Linked DNA regions of Triticum aestivum: region 2 is linked to region 1. The links are chromatin contacts, called in public Hi-C maps. All regions are on one chromosome and are shown on one strand. The core of a region is the stretch at or near the end of the contact, and the rest is flanking DNA. Distances in the headings are between cores, read along the strand shown.

Region 1 (6,657 bases), core at 1,213-3,712:
ATAATAAGAATCAACTATCTTATGATCAGTTAATAAAAAAGCAGTCCTGAAGCAATTCTATTGTCTTCCTATGCATAGTCCAGTACTTCCTTTTCCTTGATCCAATATTCATTTTTTTCCTTGATGCAAGCAAAATGGTGTCACACACTGAAAGTCCAAAAGCATGCTAGTAGAAAAATGTGTTTTGTCAGCTACCTATCCATTTTAAAACTTAGTATAACTACTTGATTTGGAACAGTTATTTCTCGAAATTGTCTGAGCCTGTTACAAGTATCTTTTTGTTATTTGTAGAGAAAACTTTATGAAGCAACTTTTTGCTACAACTCGAACTCTTGTGCATGGAAGAGAATTTACATATCCCTTACTCTGTACTAATCAAAACATATGTGTGGATACTCTGCTCATTTTGGTTCATTCTGCTACTTAATTATACGCTCTTCTTTATGAGCTTCTATCTTACCTAAATAATGTAGTAACTATTTAGCAGCTTGCTTTCATGGCTTTGGATCTTGCTTGAAAAAAAATAAGTGCAAGTGTTTTCTTGCAGCGGCGCAAGCTCGGCGGCAGCCGCTATGACCCCAATCTCCGGATTACTGTAACCAGAGGCTGGTTGTGCAGGTGGTCAAGCTGCTCGCGCACAAGGCCGAACCTGATGCCCTCAACGCCACCATAGAGGAACTTGTTCGATATCGGCTTTGGATTACTGTCATGCCATAAATAAGAGAAACATTGTTGAATCTGTATGAACTTGTAAACAAAGTGCTTACTTTAGCCATACTGGATTTTTGTTGTCGCTTGTTGTACGGATGATTGCTTATTTTAGATGATTTTTGTTGTCGCTTGTCATACTGGATTACTGTATGAACTTGTAAGCACTGTTGCTTATTTGTTTCAGCCGGGCAAGATTTCATCTTTACATTTCTTGGTTGATTCATTTTCTGTTGACTGATCCCATGTGAAGTAACCGAACATGGCCTAATGATGTGATTTAAGTTTGATCAATCCACGCCTCTTGGCTTGGTTCAAATAAGATCAACCGGGCTACAATATTCAATACTTGTAGGTAAAACTCAGAACTATTGGGATTTTGAGGAGAGATGTGGAAATCTGTTATGAGTTTGCAAAAACAGGCTATTTTCGAGGGTGCAGATGCAAATGTATCAAGGGGGTATGTGTAAATGATGAGCGAGTTGATCCTGTCCGTTGCATGCTGATCCAACGCAACACACAATCTTGAAGCAGCGTATCATGTGGTGAGCCGTATCACTCGATATTTTCCCCCATACGTGGGTAACATCATTACACGATCGTGCGTGCGGAAAAGGCATCATGCCGTGTGGTTAACAAAAGAACCGCCGATTAGAAAAAACACCCCGCCAGCGCCGGTCACACCAGTGTCGTCACCGCGCCACACACCATGGCCGCCCCTGCCCCGCCGTAACTTTTCCCGGGTGAAATCTTCATGCTTTCACATAGCTCCCCCCACAACCACAACCACAACACACGCGCTCCTGGCGAATCAACCTGTGATTGAGTTGGTTAGGTGGACAGTGGCATCCCCAACCCACCAGGGTTCAAATCCTGGTGCTCACATTATTCCTGGATTTATTTCAGAATTTCCGGCGATGCGCTTTCAGTGGGAGGAGACGTTTCCGTCGACGACGAGGCGCCTACGGTGACTTCGTAAATCTCAAGATGATATGCCGGCTCAGTCTCTCGAAGGTGCTCATAGGGATAGGATGTGCGTGTGTGCGTTCATAGGGGTGAGTGTATACGCGTGTATATGAGCGCTTGTGTCTGTACTGATGCTAAAAAAACACGCCGCCGTGATGACCCCTTTTGACCCCCGAGTGGCTATTATCACTTACCACGACGCGTGCAAGGCGTCCACCTCGCGTCCCGCTGTCCCGCGTGCGCTGCCTGACTGACCGCCCGACCGCTCCCCCGGGAAAAAGCGGCACCACGGCTCAGGTTTCACGGCCAGCCGTCCCCGCCCGCCATGGTGCCATCCGGAGCGGAGGCGGAGGTCGAAGCCGGCCGTCCGTGTCGCACGAGACAATACGACGACGCCGTCGCGCCCAACGCGGCACGGGCGGGAACAAAACAAACAAACGGAAAACAAGCGATTCCTTGCTTCCACGGCCACCAAAAAGTAAAGTAAACCGGCGGTGGCCAGCCCCTGCCCACTGCCCCTACCCATGGCGCTTTCCTCCCCGACTGCTGCCTTGCCCCCACGCCGCACCGCACACTCCTCCCACTGACAGCTCCGCACGGGGCCCCGCACGTCATCGGCGAGCGGCGCCACGCGACAAGTGCGGGAAGCGGGGTGAGATTTTCAGCGGCGCGTCGACACCTGGCCGTCGTCAACCCGGAGGCGGGGGCTACAAAGATCCACGGCGCGCGCCTAGTGGGTGAACTGTGTCCGCGCACGGGCATCACCGTACGTATACGTCTACGCATTTTAGCAGGACACCGGGCAGCCCAACCACCCCCCCCCCCTCCCTCCATCATCACTCCGCCCGCCGACGCCAGCCAGCCATGGTGTCGCTCGCCGGCTCCCAGATCCTCTCGCACAAGCAGACGCCGTGCGCGCCGCGCCGCCCGGGCCACTCCATGCGCACCATCCGCTCCGCGCTGCTGCACCCGGACTCGCCCCCGGGGCCCAGCTCCCGCCCGCGCGCCGCGGCCGCGGCCGACGAGGGGGACTCGGACATCGAGAACCTCACCGACTCCGTCATCGACTTCCGCCTCAGCGAGCTGGCGGCCACCGCGGGGCCCGCGCACCCGGCGGCCGTCGCCAAGTCCTCCTCCGCCAACGCGGCCGCCACGGAGATGCTCGAGCTGTCCCGGGACTTCTCCGACTACTCCAGCTTCAACTCCGACATCTCCGGGGAGCTCGAGCGCCTGGCCGCGGCCGCCGCCACGCTCAGATCCGACGCGCCGGACCTCGCCGCCGTGGATCTGAACGACCTCGAGTCCATGGATCTGTCGGCGGACGCGGCGCCGCTGGACCGCGTGGAGCCCTTCGTTCTGGCGTGCGTGCAGGCGCTGGGGCCCGACGCCGCGCCCGACGCGCGCCGCGCGGCCGCGGCCAGGATAAGGCTGCTGGCCAAGCACCGCTCCGACATCCGCGAGCTGGTCGGCGTGTCCGGGGCGATCCCGGCGCTGGTGCCGCTGCTGCGGAGCACCGACCCGGTGGCGCAGGAGAACGCCGTGACGGCGCTGCTCAACCTGTCCCTGGAGGAGCGGAACCGCTCGGCCATCACGGCGGCGGGCGCCATCAAGCCGCTCGTCTACGCGCTGCGGACCGGGACGGCCTCCGCCAAGCAGAATGCGGCGTGCGCGCTGCTCAGCCTGTCGGGCATCGAGGAGAACCGCGCCACCATCGGCGCGTGCGGCGCCATCGCGCCGCTCGTCGCGCTGCTCTCCGCGGGCTCCACCCGGGGAAAGAAGGACGCGCTCACCACGCTCTACCGTCTCTGCTCGGCGCGCCGGAACAAGGAGCGTGCCGTCAGCGCCGGAGCCGTCGTGCCGCTCGTGCACCTCATCGGCGAGCGCGGCACCGGGACGTCGGAGAAGGCAATGGTGGTCCTTGCCAGCCTCGCCAGCATAGCCGAGGGCCGCGACGCTGTGGTGGAAGCCGGTGGGATACCCGCACTGGTCGAGACCATCGAGGACGGCCCTGCGAGGGAGAAGGAGTTCGCCGTGGTCGCTCTGCTTCAGCTGTGCTCCGAGTGCTCCAGCAATTGTGCGCTTCTCGTCCGAGAAGGGGCGATCCCACCGCTCGTTGCGCTCTCGCAGTCCGGCTCTGCTCGTGCAAAGCACAAGGTATACGTTCTAACCCTCTCATTACAAATGTTATGCTGAAATTGGATGTGGTTTGCCGAATTTTATTTTAGCGATAACAATTGGTGATTAGTACGAGTACTCATTCATATATCAATATTTTAACTTGTCAGTGTAAGGTTTGAGCTTTTGATGCCACTGTCATTGTACTGAACAGTGTGCAACGAATTAGTCAGTTAGAGTTTGATTGAAGTCCGATTGACAGTACTGGAAAATGTATTAACTCTGGACCGGTAGAATGACAGCGTGCGTGTACCTGAGTTTAGGTAGATTTCTACTACCTGGTCTTCAAAAACATCCAAATCAACACGTGTTTCATCACGCTAGTTGTATGCATTGCCTTGTACTACTACTGATCAAGGAGGTGTTGACTTGTACATTCAGTTCACATGATCGAGATCCGCACTTGCTTAATTTCACACTTTGTTGAGTACAGTCCTGAATCTGCTAGACCTTGGAAGTACAGGAGGATGAGCGCCCTCTCTCCTACAGATCAAAGAGGCCACCAAGTCAAAACTACAGTTCTTAAAATTCCGTAAACAATGCTTGGTGTCACTAGAAACCGGGCAAGCTTAAAACTCCGTGCGAAACCATGTGCTTGAGATTTCCCACTGAAATACTCGTGTACGTGCTTATAATTATAAGTTTCGCCACTAGAGTCTGTCTACTTTGCCATGGCTAATCTGATCCTCATGCGTGCCTTATTTTTTTTCGAAAAGAGGGATCACACCCCGTGTATGCCTTATATTATATTTTGCTCAAGCTGAAAATCATTCCTGAATTCCAAGCCACTTATACGTTTGGTTGTGTGATTTGCAGTCTGAGACCTTGCTAGGTTACTTGCGCGAGCAGCGACAAGGGGGCGGTGGCTGCCGAGCCGGACCAGGCGGCGCAGCTACGAGCATGGCTCGGTGACGCGCTGGTCATGCGACGAAGCTACGAGCTTGGCTAGGTAATGCAGCACTGGTATGGTGAAATGCAGAAAGTAATGCTTGGTTTGTCTTTCACCTCGCCGGCTCCGTTCTTGATTTTGGCGTCGAGAACAGAGCAGCCCTATATGGATGGGACGGGGCGCGATGATCATGTGTAAATAACGGCCGGCTCTTGGCTGGGTTATGTGAATACATATGTGGTCTGCGACAGCGAGCGATGGAAGGTTAGATGGTTGGTCACTAACATCAGTTGAGAGGAGCATCCAGGTTATCTTAGGAGAGGACATGGATTGCTGCTGGGTTATATGTGTGGTGTCGGGTTGTAGCTGTGTACAGGATGTATGTTAGGGCGGTAATATGGTAATGCCGGCCTGGCTTCGCGAGGTTATAGGGGAATGTTGGATAGCCAAACCATGTCTTTTTTACTTGATGTTTGGAGTCCAAATCCCCCCAGTTCCGTTTTATGATCTCTTTTAGCGTGACTAGTTTCGCAGACTGTTTGTTCCCCGATTTCTCCTGCTCCAATTGGTCTGTTTCTACCATTTTGTAGCTCCGGCACTCAGCTTATTTACCTGATGTAATCCATATGGAAGCTGCTGCTTCCAGTGACTGGTTCACTGCGATAGCTGCGGTGCGGTCATGATCAGTAAACACAGCTATGGCGAACCAATGCATGCCAGTGTGGTATGCCATGGTTGCACTCAACAATTCATTCAAGATTAAGCTGGCTGGCTGTCATAACTAGTGGCCCCCTTTGTGACTGATCGACATAGGCCTGTCCCGACCACTGGTTCCTGATGCAACACATGAACCAAAGATCAGGAATGCCAGCCGAACCTTGGCAGCAAGGGTTCGTGCGATGCTGGCGATAGGTTTCGGCTCCGAGGACAAGCCCCAGACCGGCGGTACGTCGCACAGCTTTCGTAATCTCGGGTCGTTGTCTTGGCTAGCTGGCCGAGTGACGCGTGTCCGAGTTGCCGCCTGTTACATTGATTTAGCGTCAGAGTACGACCCGCCTAGCTAACGGATCGGGATGGCGAAGTTCCGTGGACGTAGCACAGTTGAGCGCTGTTGGGCTGCGTCCTCCGGTCTCCAGAGCTGACCCGCTCCTCGTGTTCCTGTTGTTGTTTATAGCTATGGCTTACTAGGACGTGACAGTGACGCTGACGCCGATTCTATCTGCTTGACCGCTCGCTTTTGCGGTGGAAATGTGTGTTCATATTTACCAACCCAGTGGCAACGCGAAGAGGGCGTAGGCTATTTGACTCTGCTGGCAGGCCATGTTTTGACCCTGGTTTGGTGGGTCTTTTATCTCTGTTTTTTGAGCCGGAACAGCTTGCAGATGCACGTCCATAGCTTGGAGTTTTCAGAGGCGCAACTACCACTTGTGTTTTTGTGCTGGAGTCAGAAACAGCGTGAGCAAGCCCTCTCGCAAACTTATGCTGCTAAGTGTGGCCCGTGTGGTCAGTCAGCACAGCACATAGAAAATGCATGAATAGTACATTCCAAATTGGAGGTGCCGCCGACGGCTCGCCAACAAGGGTCGCGCATCGGCATCAGTCAGTCAGCCGGCCGCCGGCCATAAAATATGCAGCCGACGTTACCTACCTGGCGCTCATTCATAAACTATAGCGGCCCGTGATCTGTAAAATAGATCACCCGCTCCGCTCGCTCTTCTTTTCCGACCCAACACGCTCACGCGGGCTCGCGCGTTCGGTAGCTCGTGTCCTCGTCGTCGCGTGACAGACTGCGCGCGTACGCACGCGCGCTGTGCCGACGCCCAGTTGCAGCACGAAGCCTGAAGAAAGAAAGAGGGAGAGAGGCCGTGCCGGGGGCTGCACCGATGGAGAAACTTGCGAAACGTCGGCGCCGTGGACGC
Region 2 (6,657 bases), core at 1,849-4,348, 390 kb after region 1:
TCCATGCATTGTTGTCGTGGATCAACCCCAACTCCTCTTTCGTAGCCTGACGCCAATACTCCTCCATATTTGCGTCTTCAAAATTTTCCGGTTCCTCGATGTGCAAACATCGTTGCCCTTTACTTTTCATCTTCACCGATTTTATTTGAAGCGCTTCATCTGGTTCATGTGGTCGTTCTTCTGTCTCCAGTGCTGTCGAAGGAGACGGCACATCTTTTGAAGTTGCCAAACTTCTCTTTTCTGGCATTTTGGCCACACCCAAACTGCTCTCTAGAGAAGAACCTGCAACGCTTGGGCTACTACTTTCCTGACCACCAGCCACTAGGCTAACTTCTGTTTGTCCAACTGCAGCACCTTCTGACGCGTGTCCTTTCCCTGGACCGTGCCCACCTTCTAGCCTATTGGAAAAGCCTCCAAAGGCTCCCGTGGATGTACCTCCTCCACCGAGTGGGCTGCCTAATGGTGAACTTGGCGCAACATGCACACCTCCTGCTGACTCGCCCGGTCTACTGCGCGATGCAACGCTCGCGTCGGTCGACTGCACGAGCGACCTACTGCGTGCAGCACCTCCAGTTGTGCCTGGACTAGTCTTGTCTGGTGCGCTACAACTCATGACGCCTGCGCTCCTAGCCGAACCGGCTGGCTTCATGTAGGCAGCACACTCGTCTGGTCCGAGTGTAACTCGCCGCACATCTCGATTTGCCTTGTGATGTTTTGACACGACCACATCGAGACGCCTTCTGACGTGGACTTCTAACGCCACGTCTTCGTCTATCTTCAGATTTTGTGAATTGCTCTTTCGGCCACAGCTGGCCTCTCGCGGAGGCGCCGCACAAAGACTGCTTCTCCATGGCCGTGCACACGCAGCTATCGCCGCATCCGTTCCAGCAAAGTTGGCACTTACGTCCATAGCATTGACATAAGTTTTGGAATCACTCCCCGTATCTGTAGCTTCAACACAGGTTTTCGAACCATGATCATGATGGCAAACCTTTTCTTCCACAAGCTCGGCAATTTCTTTAGTCAACACTTGATAGTCTGGATCCTCCTCGTCCACCAGTTTACACATCAACATCATGTCACCATCATCTCCTTGCTAGGCCATCAGCGCCTTCTGCTTCGGTGCTTCCTCGCAGCTAGCCTTGAAGTGGCCGAGGAGTCCACAGTTATAACACCTCACTTTCCTGATGTCAAACTTTCTCCTCGGTGGTGGTGCAGCCTCATTGTCTAAGTCGTCGTCCGAGTCAGCGAAGTTCTTTCTCGCCGAACGCTGCTTTCCCTTCTTCTTGCTGCTGCTCTTGGACCCGCCTTGCTTTTCAAGGGCGATCCAATGCGCCTTTGTGAGCATCACAAGCTCGTTGTTCCCCCCGTCCCCAAGACTGTACCGCATACGCTCGTCGTGAGCCTTGTAGCGTCCGACGAGATCATCAATGGAGAGGGTCTCGAGATCGACACACTGCTCGATCGCCATGACAATTTGCAGGTACCGGGGAGGGCCGCGCGCAAGAACCGCCGGACAACCGAGGCCTGTGTGAGGTTTTCTCCAAGCGCGCGAATCTGATTGACGAGAGTAGCCACCCGTGAAGCGAACGCATCCACGGACTCATCATCGCCCATGACCAAAGTCTCGTAGTTCCTTAGGAGAGTTTGGAGATTGGCTTGCTTGACACGGGTGTGTCCCTCGAACATGAGCTTCAGCGTATCCCACACCTCCTTTGCCGTTGCTTTGGCGATTAGGTGCTGGAGGACATCCATCGGCATCACCGAGTAAATCGCCACGCCGCCTGCCGATCCTTCCGGTGCTCGGCTCCCTCCTTCTTGAACGCGTCGCCTTCGGTATCCACCACGTCCCATAGCTCATTGGCACGGAGACCACACTCCATGAGGGCCTTCCAGACCCCGAAGTTCTCGCGATCAAACCGTGGATACGACGAACTCGCCGGAGCAGCAATTACTTTAGCCGCACCGGAGTACTCCGCCAACTGCTTGGTCTTCTCGTCGTCCGACATGATCCTCCGTTACTAGAAGATCAACCTTGCTCTGATACCAATTGTTGGCCCAGAGCCGACGTCGAGTACTTTCGAACGACTGAAGACGACCGACGACGAACGAAGCTCGCTGACGAACTGAACATTTACTTTACGCCGAGTGGAACCGTAGTACAAAGCTAGCCTTGTCCTTGATCGATCTTTCTTGGACGTGATGGACTAGTACTTTTAGCCGTCCGAGACACCAACGCAATACGTATACAATCAATCAAAGGTACACGAATACTTTGACTCGATTTGGATGGCTACAGGCTCGTGTCGAGCCTGTCGTAACTTTGTATTGCTTTTCTGGTTGTGTTTACAAGGGGCTATACAAACATATATATAGTAGCAAGATTGGCTAGCTAACTTACTCGGTTACTACTCCTAATCCTACTAGGTGATGAATACGAAACCTACACGGACACACGCACATGTCGTGTTTAGTTCCAACAAGGTGCTCATAGGGGTAGGGTGTGCATGTGTGCATTCATAGGGGTGAGTATATGCACGTGTATATGAGTGCTTGCGTCTGTACCGTGTTAAAAAAAGTAGTTAGCACTTTGCACTTCATCTGCACAGAGTTTTTTGCTTCAACTTTTTTTTCTAAAGTTCAAAGACGAAAATATTTTTCTTCATCTGCTGTGAGTTGCTCCTACGGTGTGGCAATGTAGCCGATGTTACTCATCAAATTCCATGGGGTCCATGCTAGAATCACCCGTGCATGGAGGGAAAAAAGGCCATAATGATGTGAAATGCACACATGCCATTAAAACTATTGCATTATTATCATATTTGATTGATGACGGCTGGCATGGACGTGTTTATAATCTTAAATTCAATTATTAGCTTATACTCCTATCATTTAGTATTTGTATATATGCAGCAATACATAAGTGGATAGGCTTGCTGGTTTAAATAGACTCGATTCAAATACGTTTGTAGTAGTACTGATTTGCATAGAGGTTTTGGATTGGATTTTAAAGCATACCGCGTGCGGCTCACCTAGGCGAAAAGTTCGGCAAGATCACGGAGTCCAAAGTTGATCACCCAATTTTCTGCAGACCCGGAAAGAGAAAAAAGCGGAGGAGAAAACGAGGCAGCGAGGAGCGGACGGGGCAAAGAAGCGTCGAGAAACGCACCACCACCCCCAACCGACCCCCCGCATCGTCCGTACCGGCCGGTGGATAGAGCCATAGAGGGATCTCCGATCTCGGCCCTCCTGGCCAACACCGCCCCGCGCGACGAGTCCATCGCGAGCCCGGCATCCTCTCGACGGCAAAACCTAGCCTCCCCGCCGCGTCCCGTCGGATCGCGTCCGTCCCCGAGCGGAGGAGGAGGAGGCGGGCGCCCTAGGAGGGGCATCCCGAGGTAGTCGTGGCGCTGTTCCGCGGCTGCTTCTCGTTCGGGTCGGCGGGGCGGAGAAGGCCCGCGGCCTCGCCCTTGCCATCGCCGCCGCGCGTGACCGCCGCATCGGCATCGGACGACGGCGCCAAGATGAAGGGCCTCTTCAAGTCGAAGCCGCGGACGCCGGCCGACGTGGTGCGGCAGACGCGTGAGCTCCTCATCTACGTGGACCTCCACGCCGGCTCACGCGGCGCCGACCCCAAGCGAGAGGAGGAGAAGGTGAGATCGAATCCGGCCGGCCTTCCTGTTTCGATGCCCCGTCCCTGCCCACCGATTTGGCTCGGATCGCGCATGGGAGTGGAAGCTTTTTATCCCTTGCTTGGTTTGGCCTGATTTGTGCCTCCGCACTCTTATTTCTATGAGCGTTGCAGCGGGTGGAACGTTGCTGCTTGCGTGACCGCTATGTATTATTCGTCGCTGCTCGATTTGCTGCTATTTAGGCCGTTGTAGGACTTAACTAGCTTACTTCATTATAATCTATATGATGATTACATGACTGTAGCATATTAAAAGGGGCTGGTTCAGGGAATTCAGGAAGATACGTTTTTTGGTATATGAGCATAACTAAGTTACTTAATTAGGATAATGTTGCAGATGGGGCATGTGATAGATGGTAGGCGGTTTACTCGTCGTACATAAATTCAATGTATGCTTACAATTTTGGTATATGAGCTGCAAGTCAATTGCGATAATATTTTAGATGGGGCATGTGATAGATGGTAGGCGGTTTACTCGTCATTCATAAATTCAATGTATGCTTACAATTTTGGTATATGAGCTGCAAGTCAATTGCGATAATATTTTAGATGGGGCATGTGATAGATGGTAGGCGGTTTACTCGTTATTCATAAATTCAATGTATGCTTACAATTTTGGTATATGAGCTGCAAGTCAATTACGATAATGTTGCGGACGGGCATGAGATAGATGTTCGATGGCTTGCTTGCCATCATTAATAAATTCATAATTCGATGTATGCTTCTTGTTACCGTACATTCGACGTAGGAAGTAAGCAGGATTGTGCAGCAAGAGTGAACGCCAAGCTTCTAAATTAGGACCCTCTTATCTGGGGAGCGTTCGCTTGGAGGGGTGGCATTGCGAACATTTTGATGGCATTTTTAGTTGGTCTGGGGTGGCAGTTTCTTCAGAACAGCATTTCATTTTCTGGAATGAAGGCTCAAAACTGCCATCCTCCCAGAAAATGCCATGTTGTTCTGAAGAAACTGCCACCCTCGATACAACTGAAACTGCCATGAAAAACGTTCGAAATCCCATGCTTTCCTGGCGAACGGCCGCCAGTTAGCTTTTCCGCTAAATTGTGGGTCATGTAGTGGTCATGCCACTCAGCAAGAGCAGGGCGAGCAGAGTGGTCGGAGGTTCTGGTGAGTACATAGATTGACATGGCAGCAGCTCTCTGCATGACGTGGTACAAGGAACCTCCAAACGGTGTCGTGGGCATTCCATAGGCGCCACATCCCAACAGCAAAGGGGGAGGGATCTAGGAAATGAAGCGCTTCACTGCGATCATACAATTAAGATTACACTTGGATAGTGAAAGTGGGATCAGTGGTGGTACATAGATCGTAGGTCAGAAAGAAGTCATGGAGGCAGAGGCTAGAGCCAGTTCTGTTTCATCAACTGTCTCCCTCCACACAGCTTCCCTTCTGTGCTGTTGTAGCTGATGTACATGGGCCACAAGCTAGCTCTTCAGCCCAATTGCTGCGAAACCGTGCAGCCCAACATACATTACCATGCCCGTGAGACTTCTCTAGTGAGCTGCTGACTGTGGGCACACAATAGGGCTAACTATGAAATTATTAATCTGCAACACTAAACTATCTCAACTTAAGTAATGCTTCTTCGGGTCAGCTTCACGAGGAGTAATAACAAAGGTGCAACCACCCTGATCTATGTCTTAACTCAGCATAAAAATCTTTACTTGAGCAATGAATGTCTTCTTGGAGTAATAGTAGTGATAGTCTTTTGAAGAAGATATTATTTTGAATATGTGCTAGCACATGGCCATTTGATTGCTCTGATTTTATGCATTACGCGGAACTTTGGTATTCTTCTCAAATTGTTCTGACAATAATACTTCTCGACTCAAATGATATGTTCTTGTATACTAACTGCAGCTTACATTATGTTTACGCAGATGGCAGAATTAAGCAAAAATATAAGGGATTTGAAGTGTATTCTGTATGGCAACGGCGAACAGGAGCCTGTCACTGAAGCTTGCGTGCAATTGACCCAAGAATTCTTCAGAGAGAACACTTTACGATTATTAATTATGTGTGTTCCGAAAGTAAACCTGGAGGTATTTAACTTGATTTTGTATTTTTAGATCATGACAAGAGTATATAAATATTTTATTCAATAGATAACTTTATTGTTATTATTCGGATGTCTTAATCTCATAGATAACATTTATTTGCACTTTGGATTGTTGCAGGCAAGGAAAGATTCTACTCAAATTGTTGCAAATTTGCAACGACAGCAAGTCAACTCAAGGATACTTGCATCTGAATACCTTGAGGCAAATAAAGATCTTTTGGACACCTTAATTTCTGGGTAAGTCCTAATAAGTAAATAAAAGCTACACAGCGGTGCTTCCTTTAAAAGAATGTTTCTTTCCCGAATCTTGATTTTTTATCTTCCTATTTTTATTTTGTGCTTGTTACTGCTGCTTGGGCGCTTGCATTGACCTTCATGGCTCCATGTGACTGAAAGCTGCGTGCTTCCGTGCTCCATATATCACACTTTTAACTTAATAAATCAGAATGACCAAATGAAGACGCATAATATTGTTTCCTTTAAATTTGAAGTCATACCATCGGATGCATGTATTCTTCTGGTATTTATGAAATACCCCCTCCGTCTCAAAATAAGTGTTTCAACTCTGTACTAACTCTAATACAAAGTTGTACTAAGTTTGAGACACTTATTTTGGGATACTCCCTCCGTCCGGAATTACTTGTCATCAAAATGAATGAAAATGGATGTATCTAAAACTAAAATACATCTACATACATCCATTTCAATGACAAGTATTTCCGGACGGAGGGTTTATTACTAAATATAATTTAGCGAATGTTTATGCCCCCATTAGTTCTTTTGTGGCTTGTGTCACATGATCAGTCAGTAACTGACATTCACGGCCATCTCACAGAAATAGTACTGGGATGATTGTCGAAGTTTGATCTAGCTTGAATTCCTTTGGATT

Evidence for each region. Hi-C and Micro-C count contacts between places; a contact is called where the count stands out from the background.
Region 2: a Hi-C map of leaf shows a contact between it and region 1, with 4 times the contacts expected there. The contact joins the promoter of LOC123188139 here to the promoter of LOC123188136 in region 1. A contact is called at or near these places in 4 of 5 Hi-C or Micro-C datasets (leaf and an unstated tissue) and 1 of 1 datasets of contacts at active chromatin or transcription factors (leaf).

The regions. Positions count from the first base shown.
Region 1 is chr2A:162,109,411-162,116,067 of IWGSC CS RefSeq v2.1, forward strand. It overlaps LOC123188136 (U-box domain-containing protein 4), which reads left to right and starts at 2,463. Exons shown (of 2, transcript XM_044600179.1): 1 at 2,463-3,828; 2 at 4,666-5,320. The coding sequence starts at 2,539. The coding sequence ends at 4,761.
Region 2 is chr2A:162,497,036-162,503,692 of IWGSC CS RefSeq v2.1, forward strand. It overlaps LOC123188139 (putative MO25-like protein At5g47540), which reads left to right and starts at 3,099. Exons shown (of 11, transcript XM_044600183.1): 1 at 3,099-3,653; 2 at 5,590-5,751; 3 at 5,887-6,005. The coding sequence starts at 3,525.